Regions from separate parts of the Mus musculus genome. Here all the other regions are linked to region 1. A link is a contact called in public promoter capture Hi-C data. All regions are on one chromosome and are shown on one strand. The core of a region is the stretch at or near the end of the contact, and the rest is flanking DNA. Distances in the headings are between cores, read along the strand shown.

Evidence for each region. Promoter capture Hi-C pulls out the DNA fragments that hold promoters and counts their contacts.
Region 2: a promoter capture Hi-C map of liver shows a contact between it and region 1, with 2.4 times the contacts expected there. The contact joins the promoter of Mast2 here to the promoter of Tex38 in region 1. A contact is called at or near these places in 1 of 39 promoter capture datasets (liver) and 1 of 115 datasets of contacts at active chromatin or transcription factors (embryonic stem cells).
Region 3: a contact with region 1 is called in a promoter capture Hi-C map of hippocampal neurons, with 5 times the contacts expected there. The contact joins the promoter of Cyp4x1os here to the promoter of Tex38 in region 1. A contact is called at or near these places in 7 of 39 promoter capture datasets (cranial neural crest, embryonic stem cells, hippocampal neurons and 2 more).

What each region holds. Positions count from the first base shown.
Region 1 is chr4:115,779,491-115,782,777 of GRCm38.p6, forward strand. It overlaps Tex38 (testis expressed 38), which reads right to left and starts at 1,544. Exons shown (of 2, transcript NM_029196.1): 1 at 1,497-1,544; 2 at 344-1,113. The coding sequence starts at 1,497. The coding sequence ends at 509.
Region 2 is chr4:116,462,518-116,465,804 of GRCm38.p6, forward strand. It overlaps Mast2 (microtubule associated serine/threonine kinase 2), which reads right to left and starts at 1,706. Exons shown (of 30, transcript NM_001369061.1): 1 at 1,219-1,706. The coding sequence starts at 1,398.
Region 3 is chr4:115,132,033-115,135,319 of GRCm38.p6, forward strand. It overlaps Cyp4x1os (cytochrome P450, family 4, subfamily x, polypeptide 1, opposite strand), which reads left to right and starts at 1,800. Exons shown (of 4, transcript NR_131922.1): 1 at 1,800-2,374; 2 at 2,473-2,583; 3 at 2,868-2,932. Cyp4x1 (cytochrome P450, family 4, subfamily x, polypeptide 1) reads right to left here and starts at 2,047. Exons shown (of 12, transcript NM_001003947.2): 1 at 1,769-2,047. The coding sequence starts at 1,945.

The DNA.
Region 1 (3,287 bases), core at 294-2,793:
ATGGCAAACAACAGTCCAGCTAAACCATACTGGCATTTGTTAGGTTTATGACATAGCCAATGTAGGCCACCATAGCTCTCAACTACTGTCCTCTTGTGCCATCTGTGCTTCCCCCCCTGCTGAAGAGCAGTGCCTGAAGACCTAGGTCAGAGCCTGGCGCTCATTCAGTCTTAAACACTGGATGGAGGGATGTTGAGTCAGTCCAGCCACAAGTATTGGTTCAGCATCTCCCAAATGGTAATCTCAGATTCCCATATGCAGTGGTGAAACTTATAACCAGTTTACAAAGCACCACAGTCACATTGGCTGGGACAAAAGGCACTGCCCTTCTAGGAGCAAATGAGACAGGAAAACTTGGACTTTATTATTATTTTTTTAAATCTGTGGCTTTAAACCTCTCACCAGGTGGCTGTGGTCTCCTTGTCAGTACCAACTCCTTGTGGTTATCTCTGTTTTCTACCAAAGGGAGCCTTTGGTACTTGCAGCTCCCACCCTCACTAAGAGGAAACTACAGCTCTAAAGCAAAAGGCTTGGCATTAAAGCAGTTTGTTCCGTGGGCCAGTGTTGGGAGGGAACAGAAAGGAACATTCCTTTCAGGGCGGTTGGCCAAAGGGTAGGAGACAGAGTGGTTCAACATGGGAGGCAGGTGGCAGAGGGACAGGGCAAAGGGCACCTCCTGAAAGATGGGAAGTGGGAATGGGGAGTCAGTCCGAGGCTGTGACATTTTTGAAGACTGGGGCTGCTTTGGAATCCCCAAAACATGTTGCAAGAGATCAGAGGCTTCACCTCTGGGGCTGCTGTCTTGTACAACGAAGTTCCTGCCTTCAGAGAGATCCAACTCCCACAAAGAATCTGAATTCTGATCTTCCGGCTCGGTCTTGGTGACAGCAGGGGGAGGGCCTGTGTTAATGGCTACATTCATGCCATGGTAACGCCGCTTGTTTATCCAGTACAACAGTGGGCTGTAGGTGAATGTGGCAGCTCTCATCACTTCCACCCACTGCTGGGCACGTTCTTCTCTTTGCAAGTTCTTCTTCCAGTGCAGAAAGAGTATGCAGCTTCCTATTAGCACAGAACACAGCCCCAGGAATCCAATGCACAAGGAGATCCACACTAAGGCAGTGAGAGAGAGAGAAAGGCTGGCTGGCTGGTGTGCCTAATGCACAGCTTTTTTTTCACTCCCCTCCTTGACCTCCTCACTAGTCACTCTTCCTGTTCTCTCCATTCCTCCCCTCCCTCCTCATTCTCCAGCTCAACACTAGACTTCCAGGTTCCTTAAGGGATCATTATAGCTATTTACAGATGAGAAACGCTAGGTCTAAAGGGGGTAGGGACTCAGCCTTCTGGGAGTACTTAGTTTCTAGAGAAGATAACCATCTAATTCCTTAGCACTTCAAGAAGCCACCACTCCTCCATCCATGCAAAAGACTTCCCCTTACTTACCCCATGCCCAAGGGTACAATGTGAGGGGCAAGGACTAGAGGTGCTACACTTACTGCCAGAGAGGCTTGGGTCCTTTTGGGAATCCGTAAAGGTCAGTCTTGGCCTCCAGCCTATCACTCTGGGGAGAGGAAATTCACCCCACTCCACCAATAGGAGTCCTCAGAAGGCCCGGGCCTCATTGTTCTCTAAAGGAAAGGTCATCAGGTTCTGTCCAACTGGCATTCCAGGGACAATGTTTGTGAGCCCATCCAGTAACCTCTAGTACACAACATCTACTGCTTCTACCAAAGACCGAGGCACCAGAAGAGTTGTCTGCCCAATTCCTTACAGTGAACCCATAGAGCAGCCCCAGGACAGGGCCTTGGCATTCTCAAGGGGCTAACTATGTGGTTGGTGATTAAGGAAACACCATTGGGTACCTCCCCCAGTGCCTCCTGGGGAGAGCACACAGAGCATTGGGCATGTCTGGCCTCAACAAATCTTGACCAAGCTATGAGAAGAAAACCAGCTCAAGAGAACCAAGTGGTCAGTGCCTCCTTTGGCTCCTACAATCTCTTTTATTTCTGCTTTCTTTCCTTCCTTTAGCAGGTGCTGGCAAGTGTTCTTGGGCTCTGTGGGAGCTCTCCTCCATCTGGTCCTGCATCCCTTTCCGGGCTAACTTTCTTTCCTTTATTCTCAATACTTCATTCCCTTCTGACCAGGCCATCAGACACCCCCTACACACACACACACACACAGGGGGGAGGTGGGCAGGGGGATGGGGGAAGAGAGCACTATTGGGGCAGGTCTCCCCAGCAACCAATCCCCCCAGGATTTATTGGAGCCAGGATCTTGCTTATTACTTAAGGCAACTTGATCCACTTATGGGTAGCTCAGTTAGAAAGCCCTTGCATGTTATGTCTCAGTCAACTCTAGGGGAGACATACCAACCAGTGATAACTTGAAATCTTACCCTTTAGTTTTTCTCCTTTTTATAGTCTCCTATTGTGACTCCTGACACTCTATGTTACTTTTGTATCTCTGTGACCCATATACCAGACAGAAACAATGTTAAAAGGAAAGGTTTGATTTAGCTCCTGTTTCAGAGGGTTCTATAGTTGCTCAGTCCCATGTGAATGGGCGTGCCATCATGGCTGTGGTAGAACACGTGGTAGAAGACAGCCATTCACATCACAGAAAACAGCAAGCAGAACTCAGGACCAGAACCAAGGTCTGGGCTATAGCCTTCAAAGTCTTACCCCATGTGACCTTCTTCTGCCCAACCTCTTTAGTTTCCACAGCCTCCCAAAATAGTGCCACTGGCTGGGGACCAAGTGTTCAACACATGAGCTTATTGAGAACATTTCAGATTCAAACCAGAGCAGGCACTATTTACAGAGTTCTTCCCAGAATGCCTTTCCCTCCGCTCTACCCTATTTGCCCCTGCTTTTCCTCTTCTTTAGCTGGTGTTTTCCACCATCTCCTGGTCTCTAAGTCTTGGCATGCTCCAGGGCTCAGTCTTTAGCATTCTATCTATGTTTCCTTCTCAGTGAACTTACCCACATTTATAACATTAAAGAACACAAATGCACTGATGACTCACAACTGTAACCTCCAGCCTGGAACATACCTCAGAACTTCAGATTCACATACCCAACAGTTTGGCTGGCATCCTTCCTTGCCTATCTATCAAGTTATACTTGACCTTGGGCTTTGAGGTGGGACAAATTACTCACCCTTGGAGGTTTCCACATTTGCTCCACATACTCCAAGTTCCGCAGTCAGAACGATCCTTTGAAGAGTAGGCCATGTTACTCCTCTGCTTAGACTTCCCAGATCAAAAGCCAGTTTTTAACCATGACCTT
Region 2 (3,287 bases), core at 456-2,955, 680 kb after region 1:
TCATAAAAAAACTTAAAAAGAAAATAAGGGCGGGGCGGAATCAAACAGCCTTAAGCACTTTACTGAAGCATGCATTAAGGTCAACCGCACCAGGTAAACTAAGTCAGTAGAGGAAATATATTTCAAAAGTTTTGAACGGGTACTAGAGGGGGATTACACAGTCAGCAGTCTAGAAGCCATGACAAAGACCAAAAGAATCAAGTGGGGAGACAAAAAGCGGAAAATTTTAAAACCATAGGCTAACAGAGTGTAATTCAAAGCAATGATGCATAGGAACATTTACTTTATATGAGGAGCAAGATAGGAGACCTGGAACTTCAAAGCCTCAAAGATGGGGTCTCAACTGGGGTCTGAAGCAAAGCTGTACAAAAGCAATGCTGTCAGGGGAGTTCATTACTACAGAACATTCTTTCTAAAAATCCAACGAGATTACGTATCTTACAAAGTCCCTGTCAATATCGTTTCACTGAACTTCCTTCAGCTGTGAGTAGCAAGTTTATCCTAATATTGGCGACCTTTATTCCCTACTCATAAATACACCTACTATTGTCTACTAAATTACACATCCTGTACATTCGAGAATCCCATGAGTACTTTTACATTTTATCTCTTTTCCCATTAAGGGTAAACTAGAAAGCAGAGCCTTCATCTACAGATTCTCTGTCCACAGCACCGGCCTTGAGACTGGACACATTCAGGCACTTTTTATAGTGGTTTTAAAGTGGTAGATAGTTACTGAGGAGAACGTTAACGATTCTGAATACTTGCTTATAAAAGTATAATGGCCACCAAATGAGAATGCTTGCAAATGCCCCGTTTTTATAACTGTGGGGATAAACTCTAAGACCAGTCAACACTATCAAACTGGCATTTCTCCCTTAAAACTATTCACGCCTCTAGATAACTCCATTTAGTAAACCTACTCTTTGCTGCTCATTCACCCTGCCCACATTCCAGCACCCATTCTCTCCATCCAGAGCCCCAGGCTACCCCCCAAGACCATTTTATTCATTCCTCAGACCCGCCCTACCCCACGTCCAACTGCAACCCCAGGCCCCCACCTTCATTTCTCCACTCCCCTTTCCTCAGCCTCGTCAGACCTCCCACTCCTCCTAACCGACTCAGTAGTCCCCACCCTCACCACCGCAGCCCGATCCTCCCGCGAGGACCCCTCCCCCACGGCGCCCACCCTCGCTGGCGGACCCCAGCCCACCTTACCTGCTCCCTGCTGTCGTGCCCCAAAGGCCCGCTCCGCTCCTCCAGTAGCTGCCTCCCGGGCGGCGCTCGCCGGCGCGGGGGCAAAGACTGCGGCTGGGGCAACTCGGCCGTCCGCGGAGCCGCATCCTCCCGGCGGGCGGGTGGCGGCTGCGGCCGCTCGCGGCAGCGGCTCCGCTTCATCTCCGCGTCTGGGCCCCGCGGGCGTTAGCACCGCGACTGCGCCGGCCTGGCTCGGCCCCGGGCCGCAGCGCTGCCGCGGCAAACCCGGTCCGCGGCCAACATGGCCCGGCGGGCACTTGAAGCCACCCGCACCCGGCCCGCGGTTTCCCCGCGCTTCCTGTGGGCTGAGGCGCCGAGACCTTCCCGGCGCGCCTCACGGAGGCAGCATAGCCGCCGCCGCCGCGCCCTCCGCCGCCCGGCACACGCTCGGCCGGCCACCCGCCGCCGCCGCGGGCTCCGCCGCCAGCCGCCGGCCCGCCAGCCCGCCCGGCCCGCCCCTCGCGCGCGTGCACGGCAAGCCCGCCTGCCGCCCACAGAGCGCGGCCAGCCGTGCACGCGCTGGCGAACGGTCGCGAAGACCCGCCCGCGGCCGCGCCGCGCGCTCTGAAGCGGAAGGGGGCGGGGCTCCCGGCGCGCCCGCGTCGGCTGCAGGACGCCCTTTGATTCTTCCATTCATCCCTTTGGTACACACTGCCTGCCGGACTGAACGCTGTCCAGACTGGGAAAAGACTTCCAACGGGAGGGGGGACACCAACACTCTATTTACCAGCAGATGCTCACCTAGTTCTCCCCTACGCTTCAGAGACTAGTTAGCTCATCCTCATGTTAGAAATAAGGAGACTGAGATGTAGGGAAACGAGCCCAGTCACAGACATATCAATATGTCCCAATAAACCCTCCCATTAGTTGAGGGTTCCCATTCTTGTCGCTCTGTCTTGTTTACACTGCCTTTGACAGTTCCACACAGTGTGACAGTGTGTAAAGTCCTGTAAAAGAAGTGATGTATTCCTTAGGGGTGCGAGACTAAAAAGGCTTTGGAAGATCTGGGCTTCCCACTGACAATGAAGTCATCCTGTAGACACGGTCCAGCCTGCTGCGGCCTGGGCAGCCTGACCTGCCCCTTCCAATGACTCATCTGCTTTAACAACACGTGGCAGACAGCTCAGCCATGCCTGGCCTCCTTCTGGCTTCAGCTAGTCTGCCACAACGCTGTTTTTCCTCTTTTGACCTAACCAGAGTTCATTCCCAGAAGCTTTTCCTGCCTGTTTCATTCATGTATCTTTAGCCTCCTCCCTGAACCCTTTCTGAGCAGTAATAATGACTAATACGATGGAGCCTACTGATTTCAGACACTGCATTCAATTCACATACACATAATGAGGTCATTGCAGTGTTCATTGTACAGTGGAGGGAACGGGGTGAGTTATAGTGCAAAGAGAACTCAAACGAAGGCCTGTGAGGTACCAGAACACACACACATAAGCAGTGTGTGGGACAACCCATGAAGCTATCTTCTACGTTCCCTGTCCCAGGTCCTCCCCATGCATCCAGTTGACTCGGTAGAAACAGAAAGCCATCCTTGGTTCCTTCCTTCTTCTCATCTCTCATATCTAATAATGAACAAGGCCTGTTGGTCTGTAAACTCGATATCTTTCCAATCTGCCTTCTCCTTTCATCCCATTTGTACTAACTTACCCAGCTCCGCCTTCCCTCACCTGTTTAAGTGGGAAATTCTCCCAACTAGTTCCCCTGCATCAAGTCTTATTCTCTTAGGATCCATCTTCCCAAAGACTCTCATAAAAATCTCTGTAATACTGTCTTTGCTTAGACTAGTAAAATAAAGCTCAAGATGAAGTATACACTTTCTTCTTTTTCTTTGTTTTTTGTTTGTTTTTGTTTTTGTTTTTGGTGACAGGGTTTCTCTCTGTAGTCCTGGAACTCACTCTGTAGACCAGGCTGGCCTTGAACTCTGAAATCCACCTGCCTCTGCCTCCCAAGTGCTGGGATTAAAAGTGTGCACCACCACCGCCCAGTCAAGTGTACACTTTCTAAGGCAAGGCCACCATCCA
Region 3 (3,287 bases), core at 550-3,049, 650 kb before region 1:
CAAATTTGAGCTCTGGGGCATCCAGGACTATACAGAGAAACCTTGTTTTGTGTGTGTGGTGTAGAAACAGGGAGAAATGGCTATTGTCAAAGTGTGGTGTGTTTATGTAATATAAGATAATTGGTGGAAGAACAAATGGAGAATAAGACAGAACTCATGGAAACTAAAATGGTGACAGTCAGATTAAAAGTGTATTTTTCAGATGGCTCAGTAGCTAAAGGATTTGCTATTAACGTAGATAACCTGAATTTGGTTCCCAGAACCCACATGGCAGTTCACAACCATTCTGATGTCCTCTTTCGATCTCTGTGGGTACCAGGCACATACATGGTATATATACACACGTTCAGGCAGGACACTCATACACATAAAATGAAATAAATAAATCTAAAAAATTCAATGATTCATCTTCTGGGTATATGCTCAAAATAAATAATTACTATTTCATTAAGCCATCTGACTTCTATATTCACCACAGCATATATTTCTAATTTATAATGGCTGACTTAGGAGTCAGCCTAAGTATATACTGCTGGATGAATGAAGGAAGAAAATTCGGTCACTAAGCATGATGGTTCATGACTGTGATCACTTGGGAGGCAGAGGTAGAAGGACCACTGCAAGTTTGAAGACAGCTTGGGCTATATAGTGAGTTCCAGGACAGCCTGGGCTATAGTGATTGACTGTCCACATCAAACCTAAAATCCAAACTCCCAATCAAAACATTTTAACAAAGAAAAGAGAGAGAATAAAGAGAGAGGGAAAGGAAGAAAGAAAAAAAGAAAGAAAGAAAGAAAGAAAGAAGGGAAGAAAGAAAGAAAGGAAGGAAGGAAGGAAGGAAGAGAGAAAGAAAAGACAAGAGAGCATGGTTTATGTGCATCTGAGTGTATCTGAAGGGACCTCGAGTCACCACATGGCACATGGAAATGATACATGGCAGAGATATAATATAATAATATAATATATATAATATAGTCGAGGAAGCCAAGGAGCAAAATCCCCAGGGCAGACTTTCCAGCCCACCCATTCCTGGAGAGTTTGTGCAGGCGCTTCACAGCTAGTGGTTCTTTCTTCCCCCAGGGATCCTAGGAGGAGGCACACCATCCCTCCAAGCCAGGATTTTCATTTTCTCTTAGTGCTCAAGTCTGTACCTTACTTGGGCCCGTCAGGGAAAAGACTCACTTTCCTTTTGTAGACCTAGGACTTAGCACACACAGCTGCTACTCCCAATGTGTTGACAGAATTTATCAGTCTGGGTAGGAAGTGGATTTGAAAACAGGAGACATGGAACAAGTGATATGGCAAGTGATAGGGCAATCAGTATCCGCAGAGCAATGGGGTGCGGCCCCTCCCGCTTTTACAGGAAGCTTTAAAAAGACATTTTTTTTTTCCTGGCCTGAATGAACCAAGGGGTCAACTATTGCTATCGCTTTTGAACATTTTCTACAACTAAGTATGAGTTAGAGCAACACACTGAGTGTTAAACAATACACGCAGAAGACATACCAAGGCGACTGGAGACTGAGCTGACACCTAGTGCTCTTTTACAATATTCACGTTTCCCAAATAACCTCCCTGTCTAGTAACCCTTCCGCGGGGGAATGCGAGAGTTCCTAGTATTGCAGAGGAGCTGAGAGCCACCCTACCCTCCCCCATCCCCCAGGCTGGAAGTCCTAGAATAGCTCAAAACTGCATGGGAGGGATGGAAGCAGAGGCTAGGCTATTGGCTTCCTCGGCAGCATCCTGCTGCGCCCCTCCCTCCATCTACCTTCTGGTGTCCCAGGAGCCAGTGGGCGGGAGGCCCCGGGAAGGGGCTCAGGTCGCGCAGCAGTCGCTGTCTCCGCAGGTAGAGCTTCATGGCCTGCATCAGCACCAGCGCCAGGCAGAACACCAAAGCCAGGTGCAAGGGCCGCGCCCAACGAGTCTCCAGCCAGGAGGCCTCCATCACTCTGAGCTCGCTTTTCGGCGGGCAGTGGGTGGGTGGAGGATATGGTAGTGGTGGTGGGAAGCTCTTAGCTTTCTCCAGCCCGGAGCTGGCGTGAACCACCCAGCCCCCTCCCCAGTGAGCCCTGGTGTAACTGAGGTGGGGGAGGGGCAGCTCCTGCCTGGGAAGAAGATGCTGGTCCTTCGGGATTTCCAGTCTGCGCTATCCATTCGCTGGTGCACGCTTGGATTCAGGCAGACAGACTTCGTTCGCGGAGTGTCTTATTTTAAGTTTGACAGTTTCCAATCGCGGAAGATCTGAATTTAGACTTTGAAATAATGCTCAGGCTGATGTAATTATTTCTCTTCCTTGTCACGAACGAAAATAAACTGCTATGCGAAATGACCTGCTTTCCCACTCTGGAAATCTATGAGCAGCCACAGGAACTAGGTGGGAGCCGAGGAGGGCATGGCCACCATACATGTGCAGTGTGGCCTGCCAAACTGTGCATGTGAATGTTTTCCCTTGTTCTTCATCCCGATTTCTAGAGTGCACCAAGGTCCACCGTGGCTCCTTTCAAGCTGTGTCAGAGTACCAAACCCCCGAGATGAGAAGAGACAGACAGTGGTGCACCACTACAGAGTATTTCTATTATTCAGGTACAATCAGTCCATTTATTTATGCTAAGGCAGACCTATGGTAGTGCTGGAGTTACAGCCCTGAACAATAGATTAAATCTCAGTTACCAACTCCCTATTTTCTTCCTTGTCAACGTCCCCACTCCTGACTTCTCTGTCCCCATCCCAACCTCTGAAGACAGAATATTTTTTGGTCAGGGAAGCAGTAACCACAGACTCCAGGGGGAAATGGCTTCATCTGGTCCACGTATTGATATTTTACACTTTTTTTTAGTGTTAGTAAGACTTTCACCTTCTTCTTTCAGGTTCTTCCTGTGCGGGGCTCCCTGCCCTATCATGACATGTCTCTCATAGGGAATACACGGTGAAGGTACTGGAGATTGTGAAGTTCCTTGCTCTATCCTCTGGGTTCTGATTGCTCTCAGCCTTGTGTCTTGTCTGCTCTGGTCTCTGGTTCCCTTTGGCTGACTGATAAACAACAGGGTGAGGGGTTGGGATGCTCCTGTGGCTACTGAGCAAATGGCCTAAGCCAGGATAGGAATGCCGAGGGAAGGATCACTTCTCAGTTTTTAACAAATTTTTAGCCATGCAGTGATGGTGCACGCCTTTAGTCCCAGCACTTGGGAGGCAGAGGATAGGTGAATTTCTGAGTTCGAGGCCAGCCTGGTCTACAGAGTGAGTTCTAGGATAGCCAGGGCTACACAGAGAAACCCTGTCTCAAAAAC